Regions from separate parts of the Zea mays genome. Here region 2 is linked to region 1. A link is a contact called in public Hi-C data. All regions are on one chromosome and are shown on one strand. The core of a region is the stretch at or near the end of the contact, and the rest is flanking DNA. Distances in the headings are between cores, read along the strand shown. Region 1 overlaps LOC100273858. Region 2 has its middle 32 kb from the start of LOC103629626.

Region 1 (5,350 bases), core at 1,312-3,811:
TTATTTTACACTAAAACAGGGTATGATATATTTTTCTAGTGAACTACATTAACTAAGTATCTTAACAAAAATAAAGGTGCCCTCTGGTTCAACATTTGTGTCACTTTTCCTATTTTTATTAAACTTTAAGCATATTTGGAATAAGGGGTTAAAACTAACTTAATGTAATAGACAGAGGGGTTTAACATTTTTAAACAGGTTAGTAGGTGAATATAAACTTCTCCAAATTTTCCTAACCTTAGTCAAATAGCCTAACTATTTTTCTTACTATTATTTAGCTTTTGGCCAAAGTTAACATTAAATCAGAACTTTTAAGTTTTCCACAGCACCAAGGGGTTTTATATTTTTCCTAAATAGGTTACATGATTTAGAGTCTGGCAAAATTGGTTTGACCAACATTGGATAAACCAAACAGAAGTTATGGGTTTTTTAAAGTTTCTATTTGAATTTAAATTAGGTTTTAATTAAGTTTTCCTGGAAAAACAGTTTGCGCCGAGGCCCCTGGGTTTAAAACAATTCAAACCTCGCAGATCTACCCTTAAGGCACTATTCACTTGAGTCTCTGACCTTTCACTTAACCCCCTGGGTTTCCCTCCCTCTCACCCGCAGTCCCTCCCTCAACGGAAACAGTAGCCGCGGAAAAAGAAAGGGCGGCGCGGCTTACCGGCGGCGAGGGAGTTCCGGCGAAGTGTAGGGTTGGCTCAGGGAGGGTCTGGCGATCACGTCGAGGTACGGCTCGTCGTCGGGGATGGCCGGAATCGCCCGGTCCACGTGAGCAGGCGGGCGAGCTCGTCGGCGGCGTGTGCTCCGGCCTATCCACGGCGGCATAGTTCAATCCAAGGGCATAGGGAGCTTCGTGGAGGTCTAAGGAGTCTAACCGTGCAAGGAATCGAAGAGAGGTGCACGGTGTACCTCGGTCCACGGTTGCCGGCGGTCGGTTGAAGTCCGGTGACCTTGGGCCGGCCTCTCCGGTGAAGCAGAGCCCGATTCCTCGCTCGGGGAGCTTCACGGAGACGCGCACAGTCCTCTCCGAGAGCTGGACGGGGCTGGGAATGGCTGGGCTGGCCGGTCTACGGCGGCAGGGGCTCGGGTGGCCGCGGGCGCGTCGCGTATGGGCAACCGGCGGCGAACTGAGCTCCGGTGAGGCTTGGGTGCGTGCGGAGGGGTACGGCCGAGGCTCCTGGGCGTTTTATAGCCGCGGACGCGGACCAGGGCGCTGGCTCGGCTTGGGCGCGGCGCGGGCGCGCGCGGGGGCGTGCTCTGGCGCGGCAGACGGCGTCGAACACGTGGCGGTTTGTTTCTTCCAGTGTTCAAATGTCGCCAGAGGTCGCATACGTGCGAATCTTTGCAAAAGTCCGCCGCAGACCTCTTCCTGGCACCTAGGGCTGTCACTCGACTGTGAGACGCCGGGGCAGATACGGCCTAGGGAGGAAGATCTTCGAGTGCCAAAACAGGTGTGTCATACTGAGCATAACACGACAAAAGCCATGCCATGGCATGTCAAACGTCCGAGTCTCGAGCTCAACTTTTTCCAGTGGGTGCCCTAAGTGGTATTGCACATTTTTGGTATAGAACCCAAGTGGTTTTGGCGCCATTTTTGAAGTGAACACGGTTGATCTTTGATTTAGGGCTAAAATGGGACTTAGAGGGAATTAGAGAGCTCTAGCTCTCTCTCCACTTGGAGATTTGAAATGGGGTTTCCCTAGGGGCCTTTTTGCAATTATTCCCCTCCCTAATTGATGGTTATAATGTTGCTTAGGGTTTGGGTAAAGATTACCCATGTTTTGCACATTTGCTCACTCTCTTTCTCCTCTTATCCATGGTTTTGGGAGATAGGGTTTAAGAGAGGCCTAGGGTTCTTTCTCCCTCTCCCAAGGTGATAGTTGCACACAACTAGGGTAAATGTAAAAACTTAGTTTCCAAAGTCCCTTATACTTTTGCTCCTTAAGTTCTTCCACATGTGATCATAGTCTTGAGTGCCAAGGTGTGTTCCAGCCATGGCAACACCTGGGGTGTTACAGCCCACGGCCCACCCTTCTGCTTCACAGCACGTACACACACCAGAACAGAGGGAAACGTCGGCCACAAAATTGGCATTTGGCAGCACGGGGGTCGTTCGTGAGTTTGGAGGGGCTCGGGGCAACATTATAAATAAGGCTCCAATATTATAAGTACTATTTTTTACTATTATATATTTACTTATAATTTAATGTATCAAAAAATGAGCGCTAAAAAAAGAAGTCAGATCATTACCTCAAATATATTATAGATCATCTTTAAAATGTCTTCTAACATTTCTTGATGCAAAATCATTAATGATAGCTTTAATATTAATATCATCTAATAAATTATTCTCAATATATAAAGTTGCTAGCATATTTCTTAGAAGGCATAATATCAATGACAATCTACAAGGAATCAATAGAATAAATTAATTCATATGATTTATTAAGCATAATTATTTGCTAAAGCAATTAAAAACTATAGCCTTGGCTGTATGGTATATGGAGTGGGGCCCTGGGATCTGGGGCCTAGGTCGGTTGCCCCGCTCGCCCTACCCCAGGCACGGGCCCAGCACTGGGCCACTGGCCACCAAACTGGCAGCATCGGCCACCATCTAGCCCTCAACCGAAGCACGACGAGCATCCCTATCCTCACCCAAACACAATCCCCCTCTGAATTTCGGCAAACGAAACCCTTACCAGCCTGTCCACGTGAACTGTCGGCTGAGAAAACTGCGGATCATGAGCAGGGCAGAGGACGCGGCGAGGTTTGGCGGCTTGGAGACGAACGACGGCGCTGGGCAACGGCAGGCACAGCGAGCGGCTGTAGATAATCATCCAGTCCCCACCTCAGATATTTGAGTGTTCAAAACTTATCCTTACCCACAAACGCCAATGCCCATCCACTTACTCCCTTCAATCATAAACAACAAGGCACAACAGCGGCTAAGATCTTTTTCTTTCCAGAACTCCACTTCAGCACTGCACTGATTGAACCCACAGCCCACTGTTGCAGACCTCCCTGTTGAGACCCTATCATTTCAAAAATCCCTATGGCAACAACCCAATCCTCCTTAACAAGATTTACTCTCCAACTCTAGGACTACTAACTTGGTATACCAACCCAAGACTTAAAACACACAGAACCAAAGATGTGATGTGCCAAAGTAGAACAAAAGCACTAAAATTCACAATTTCAGCTAACTGAACAGCACAAAACCAGTCTGACAGAGGAAGTTTGGGTGCATTTTACTCCCAAGTTTCTATAGTATCAAGACCATCTAACTCTAGGAAACTTGTTCATCTTACTTTACTCTAAAACTTTGCTACACAAGGTAGGACTCACAACCTCATAGAACAATTTCTAGAAGACATCAAATTTGGGCCAACAAATCTGAAATCCACACTTGATGACTGAACAAGTTTCAGACACAGTTATTGACAGTTCAATTTTTGGGAAGCCTTTCCTCCCCTTCTTGTGTGGGATCGAACCCCACTCACTTAAAGAAAGTTGTTATCTAACATATGGTCTTCAAACTTGCTATAGGAATTTCAGTCCAAAACCATATATATTAATCACAACAGAAATCCAAACTGAGTACCATACTGAAAAATTCAGTTTTCAGCTAACTGAACAAGAATTCAGTTAGTGCCAACTGACACCCCATCTTGAGGAGGCTTTTACTTCACTTTCCATGCATCATCAAACCTAAGCCACTCAAATATATTTGTTCAACAATATATAATCTTCAGTTCTTCTATAGAAACCACACCCCAAAGCTTAATGGATTAGCCACAAGGAAGCTCCAAAGTCAGTTACCATCTGAAAGCCATCCTACTAGGTGGCATAAGTGTGCAACCACTTGCAGGCGGTGCCTTATATATACAGATCCCGACAGAAGCAACACGCATCATATGGATTCATGTCCCCCGGCCCCCCAAACAAGCCAGCCAACAAGACTCAGCTGATACAGAGTTCACGAGTGACAGACATATGGGCAGATACATGACAAGCATATTGTTGACTTCAAGTGTATCAAATTAAAATGACAAATGAATGGTTTCGAGCATCGTCGTATAAAAACAGTACAAGTGATACCGATCGATTAATTCAGAAATCAAAACGCGCATAACATCTCAGTATTTGACTCTCAAGTTTCAATAACCCCACTTTATTTTTTTTCCTTTATTACAAGGTAAAAACACCACTTCGAGGAATACTAACTACTTTCGAAAAGAAGCGAGTAAGCTCACAATGAGTCCAATTGTTTCTGCATCAACACCGACGCATTTACCATAGGGCAAATAAGTAACAGATTATCTAGTGGCCCTCCAGGGGGCTTCTCACTTGGAATCCATCTCAGCCTGGGTCCCACCGATAGTACTCCCGTGCTTCGAAGGGTTTCTCAGATAAGGCGAGTCTTTGTACTTGGCATACATTGGCAGGTCCAGTGTCTTCTCTGCTACTCTTCCATCCTCGTGAATTCTCTCTATCAAGCTCTCGAGTGAAGGAAAGTTGGCCTGAGAATTTCAAAACCATGCCCCCACAAGTCAGGCACATGCATTCCAGCTCACTGAGAGAGATGTGACTGGTCCTTCAAATTAGCATTCAATAAACTTGCTCCTCCAAGTGATGTATCATTGGTAGGTTCCTGTCGGTTGAGATGTGACAGGTCCTTCAAATTGACATTCAACAAACTTGCTAGTGTTATATCATTCAAGAAACCTGATGTTAGTGGTGTATCCGAGATCCCAAGATCAGAAAAACTAGCAACTGGATAACATTGGCTGGGGTCGAAAACAACATCTGAACCTATAAACACCAAAAGTAAGTCTTGCATACCAAGTTCACAATATTGCGATGATAGAAAGCATTTAAGAAAACTTACCTGAACATAAGTCTGGAGCTTGAGTTTCAGAACAGGCATCATGTTCAGGGGCACAGAAAGCTGAAGAAGAATGCATCATAAGGTAAGCTTTTGACTGAGATATTGTATTGCATTCCATTGGAATCCGTTGCTCAATGCAAGCCGAAGGACATTGAGCCAACCAGTCATTACTTGGGCTATAGCTGGAACTTTGGATCGAAGGAATCTCTGTCTGAATGGAACCGAATATGGTCCCTGAAGTAGAGAGTCTGCCACCATATACTGGATAGCCACTGCCAATGGCACTACCAACAGGCACCGACTGATTCTTTGTCATTACATAGTTCAAATCAGTGGGACAAAAGGTTTTCCGAATGTCACCAGAAATTTGCACACTGCCAGTAGATGCATGGCATTTCAAAGGTCTGATTGGAAACACTATATCCTTACCATAGTCAAGGTGCTCAAATACAATTAACT
Region 2 (5,350 bases), core at 867-3,366, 130 kb after region 1:
GAGATTGTTATCCTAACTCAGGTAATGACATCTAACACCACGACCGATGGTCCCTAATTCAGACCCCAAAAGAAGCTCGATTATGCCATAGTACACTCATTCTATGTCAACACTCACCAAATAGCTAAAACATGATGTACCCTTGTTTCTTTACCACACCTGCTAATGGCATAAAAGAATTTTAGGTGTATAAAAAATACTAGAATTTCATAAAGATGAAGTCAGCCTGATATGCTCAACTAAATGGTATTCTTAAATAAGATTATATAATCTAATGTTATTTAATCTAATGCGATCTAATCTAATGTGGTCAACTTAAACAAATTAGTGATACTGGTAGAAGAGATTGGACCCTACTAGCCAAGTGTTAACTTAACTTAGTACATTAGACCAACTCAACCATGAGCATAAGAGCTAACCCAATCAATAGTGTCATGATGAATTGTATAATCTATCTGTCCCCACATAACATCAAACAAACTTTTTACCTACATCATGTAGTATATCACACCCATATCCATCTCATCTTAACAGATTCTATCATACCTTTGGACATTCACCTTATACGATTAGTTATCCTAATCTAGACATAAAATAAAGATTAAGACCTGCTAAAGAATTTTCAGGTCATAACCAACTACTAGCCTATTCATTCTACTTAATAAATACTTTTTATTGCAAAACTATCCTACCATATGCTTCTAACTCTCATGGTCAATACCAGGAAGTGAAGATTATCACGCAACAGCAAATAGAAATGAATCATCCAAATCCTCCACCAGTTGGAATCGATCAAGTGGTTTCCACCCAAATGATGATAATACAACAAATGGAAAACATGGTTACCGAAATGCAAACTCAGATAAGACAAGAACGCGGGGAGAGACGTCAGGACCGGCTGGAAATACGTCGAGAAATAAGGCAAGTACGCTTGGAAAGACAACAACAACAACCTCCTCCTCCACCACCAGCTCCACCAAGCTACATAAACACACACACACATATACATACATATATATATATATATATATATATATATATATATATATATATATATATATATATATATATATATATATATATATATATATATATATATATATTACTACTACTTGTAATATCTAAAGGTGACTTTAGTTAGTAAATGGTATGATACTATGTTGGGAGGAATAATAAGGTCTAATTGACCCTATGTGTTGCTAATAAATTATGCATCATGCTGAGATTTTTGTTTGTGCATATGTGTTGAGACAATATGAGTATACACCCTTTTTCTTACAAATCTCGAGGACGAGAATTCTGTTAAGGGGTAGGATTTATAAGTCCCAAAATCTGCATAAGAAAAAAATTATTATTAATAATAAAATAAATATATGAAGAAATAAAATAGCAAATTCAGTGATATCAAATTATACTTGAGTGTTGAAAATTGAGAACTGAATTTTGAAAACCAAGAATTATTTTAGAAAAGAGGTAATAGAAAAGTTTTATGTTCAACTAAGTGATTATGCATATCATTAAGATATACACCAGGAACATTTATTTACATGAATATTCATTTTTGAAGTAACTTTTACTTCTTATCCCGCATTCAAAATATTATTCTACTAAAAAGAAAGGAACAATATGAGTGTGTCTCATATTCCAAACATTCATCAAACAAATAAATTAATTAAAATAAATAGATACCTATTCATCAAGTTGGAGTTTATTGTGTGTGTATTTCATAAGAACAATAATGATATTAGTAGAAGTATATTAATGACCAAAATTGGAATTTAGATATAATTTACAATTTGGGGTTTGGAGAAAAGAAGGAAAGATGCTATACAAAATAAATAAGTAAATAAATATAATCTGTCCATACTAGTATGTTTATTTTGTACATTAATTTGGATACAAGTTCACAACACTATTTGAATTCAAATTTGAGATTTAAATTTAAAAGGGAAGAGAGAAGAAAAGAAAATATAAAAGAAAAGGAAAAATAATAAGGAAAACTGCACTTGGGCCCTTTCTTCCTCGCCCGGCCCAATTTGTGTTTCATCTGCGTAGCCCAGTTCCACTTCGCCAAACCCTAGCCATCGGTTTCCTCTCGCCGCCATGCGGGCCCATGTGGCCAGCCTCACCGCGCGCACCTGGATTCCTCCTACCCTCACTAGTGCGTGGATCCTGCACGTCATCGTTCTCATCCGCGCTCGCACAAAATCCACGCGGGTTGGTTCTCAGTTCTCACCTCCGAGATCGCAGCGACCGCAACTAAGCACCTGGTGATGGGGCCCATGAGTCAGCCAACTCTCCCTTGCACACGCGCTCACCCAGTGCACCAGAACCGTGGGTCCGAGTCGTCAGCCGCGACCGCACCCACCTCGCCGCTAATGGCGGACGCGCGTCGGGAAATTGGGGATAGGTAGTTGAAGACCGGGTCGCCCTGCTCCTTGGACTATAAGAGCTCTACCATCGTAACCCTCTCCTCCGCATGTGCCAACAGCCTCTACCCTAACGCCGTAGTCCATCGCCGAGAACACAGAGAGAGGAGTGGAGGTCTAGGGCGCCGCCGACGTCGTCTGCGGTCGTCACCTCCGTTCAGTACTCGCGTACAAATTCCGGGGAAGCTTCGTGTCGTGAGGGACCTGGGTAGACCTCTCGCATGGGAATTGGCCGGACTCGCGGGGAATTTCTCTCTGTCGCTCAAGGTTCGCCGCCGACCGCATCACAACGTGGCTGGGAACCTCCGCACCATAAACACCGGTAAGGGTCTTCTAGATTGTCTCACATACTTTGGTAGACCGTGTAGGATCGATCGGATTTAGGATCAAGGCTCTTGGGTGTCGGTTTGGCCAACTCCGGCAATGGCGCGGCCGTGGGGACTGGGGAGGCTCTGCGCCGCCGTGGTTTGGGTCTGCTGAGCGGCTGGGAGGAGAAACGCACATGTGTCATTGATCAAGGCATCAACGACCAGGATTAGAGAACCGTACCGCTTTGTGCATTGACTCCTGGCCGTTGGATCCAATTCTGGTGGCCAGAATTAAAACCGCGATACCCCCTTAGCAGCATTTAGATCTGGCCGTTGATCGGCAAGCCAATGGTGTAGACCAGACTTGAGTTAAGAATAGTATGGACCGTTGGATCGAAATCCAATGACTTCACTCAGTGGCCAATCCAAATCTGATCTAGCGCACTCATTTCTAATCGTGTGTCTCTGGATGGAGGATACCTCTTCGGCCGTGGTTTTTTAGTAAAGAGACCCCACAGATGTTAGATATCAACCCGCAGTCTAGGGCTACTGTGCGCTGAGTCTAGAAAGTTTTACGCTGGGACCCCTGGACTCTCTGGATTTTATGCGCCCAGTCCAGAGATTAAAGAAAACATGAAAAGAGGTTTAGAAATTGATTTTTAGTATAAAAATAATTATAAAACTTGTATAATTCATAGAAAATTCTTATGAACTCTAAATTGGTCCATTTCAATTTCTATAATTTTGTATTAATATTTTCTATAACTATGTAATACTGTTTTGACATGAAAGCCACTTTAAAATTTATTTCCTAATTAATCTTATATCAAACACATAAAACCTTAGGAAATTCATAACTCCTCCGTTTTAACTCCGATTTGATCCGTTCAAGTTGCGTTAGTCTCGTATGAATATTTACTATGCAGTAACAACATTTATTATACCATGTCTTGTTCTTTTATAATTATATCCTTATTTAACTTATGTTGGTTAGTCTCGTTAAACCACTTATAATTATAATCTATGGTCAATTTATAACTTAGATTAAAGTTGAAATAATTATTTATAGGATATTCTCTCATATGATTTATACTAACCAATTTATAATATAGTTTAATATTTTAATCACACAGATCTTCTATAAAATTATAACTCCTTAATCATAACTCCGATTTTAGTGGTTCTCGATCCCGCGATCTCGTAGCAACGCGTAGATTATTATTATTCAGTTTGTACTTATATTTGGTGTGATGTTAATTTTGTCTATACTATGTTTGTTTGTATTGCTATGACTAGTAGAGAGGTTACGAGGATCTGAAGAATCACCTTGGTAACTGGAATCTCAAGTGCCAGGCAAGTTGTGCTCTTGACCACTTTTGTTACCCAATAATTTTCTTTAATATCACTTTTCTATGCATAGGTTTAATTTTGATGAGACCCAATAGGTCACCCTAGTCTGTTTATCATTTTTACCTTATTTACCCCTGAATCACTTGGGTAGTTTTGCTATTGCTTTACATGGTTTTGGGTTAAAATTTCATTATATCATTGTTCCAATTATTCTGTTATGTTATTTATGTTCATGTCAAGATCATTAAATTCTTTTAATTGGAACATGGAGCTTAACTTAAGAAACACGTGCCACCACAAGGGAGGAATGGGACCCCTTGGCTAACTAATTAGGAAAGCTAGTGAAAGACTACCTTACCCGAAATGGGTAAGGGCAGTAGGGGAGTTGCATGCAAGGAGGTTCTCGGGTTGATTTTGTTGTGATGGCGGTCAGACGGGGGATTCTTGCAAGTGCTCTTCCCATAAACTGTAGCGGGTTTTTGGAAGTTAGTGGAACTTTGTAAAGGCCTCGTAGTGGATCCCTAGCCATTCACCTCGGTAGTGTCTAAGGGCCTTGCAAACCCTGGCGACATGGGAAACACGACTTGTGGGTAAATGGTACAACCTCTGCAGAGCGTAAAACTGGTATACTAGCCGAGCTCACGGTCAAGAGCAGCTCAGGACTCTCGCATGATTAATTTATGGAACTTAAATTCAATTTGTCATTTGCATTTGCATGGGATTTGTTATTAATTTTGTTCTATTATTTATTATGGTTTGGTATTTTCTTACATTTAGTAATTGCTAATAAAATTTGTCCAACTTATTAAAAGCAATGCTGAGCTTTAACCCCTATTGCTGATCAGCCTTACACATCACATGAACCCCCACCTTTGGTGAGTTCATGCCACATTATTCCCCACAACTTGTTGAGCGTTGAACATGTGTGAGCTCACCCTTGTTGTCTCACACCCCCCACAGGAGATGAACAGGTGGTTCAAGAGGAGCCATACAACGAGGAGTTTGATTCAATTCTAGGTGGTGTCTCCGAGTCGACTTTCTAGCGCTAAGGATGGATTTTAGATCATGTTATATTTATCTTTTATTTTGTAAGACTTCCGCTATGTAATAAGTACTCTGATTATATTGTGATATTTATCTCTATACACTCTGTTATTATATATGTTGTCTTCTTTGGCGCATGTATGAGATGCACCTGGCTTTGTTCCTTAAATCCGGGTGTGACAGGTAATAACTGATTTATTACTAAAATTTGTCTCTACT

The links. Hi-C and Micro-C count contacts between places; a contact is called where the count stands out from the background.
Region 2: a Hi-C map of leaf shows a contact between it and region 1, with 4 times the contacts expected there. The contact joins two enhancer-like sites. A contact is called at or near these places in 2 of 25 Hi-C or Micro-C datasets (leaf and an unstated tissue).

Annotation. Positions count from the first base shown.
Region 1 is chr6:98,947,665-98,953,014 of Zm-B73-REFERENCE-NAM-5.0, forward strand. It overlaps LOC100273858, which reads right to left. Exons shown (of 4, transcript NM_001148255.1): 3 at 4,892-5,350; 4 at 4,026-4,815. The coding sequence ends at 4,574. Among protein-coding and RNA genes, the nearest start is that of LOC100273858, 14 kb to the right of the region's middle. Within about 2 kb of position 2,562, at least 18 of the 20 cell types and tissues checked have an H3K27ac peak or open chromatin away from gene starts, as enhancers often do. A contact at or near this core is called in leaf, where this site is marked.
Region 2 is chr6:99,080,210-99,085,559 of Zm-B73-REFERENCE-NAM-5.0, forward strand. No RefSeq gene overlaps it. Among protein-coding and RNA genes, the nearest start is that of LOC103629626, 32 kb to the right of the region's middle. Within about 2 kb of position 2,117, at least 19 of the 20 cell types and tissues checked have an H3K27ac peak or open chromatin away from gene starts, as enhancers often do. A contact at or near this core is called in leaf, where this site is marked.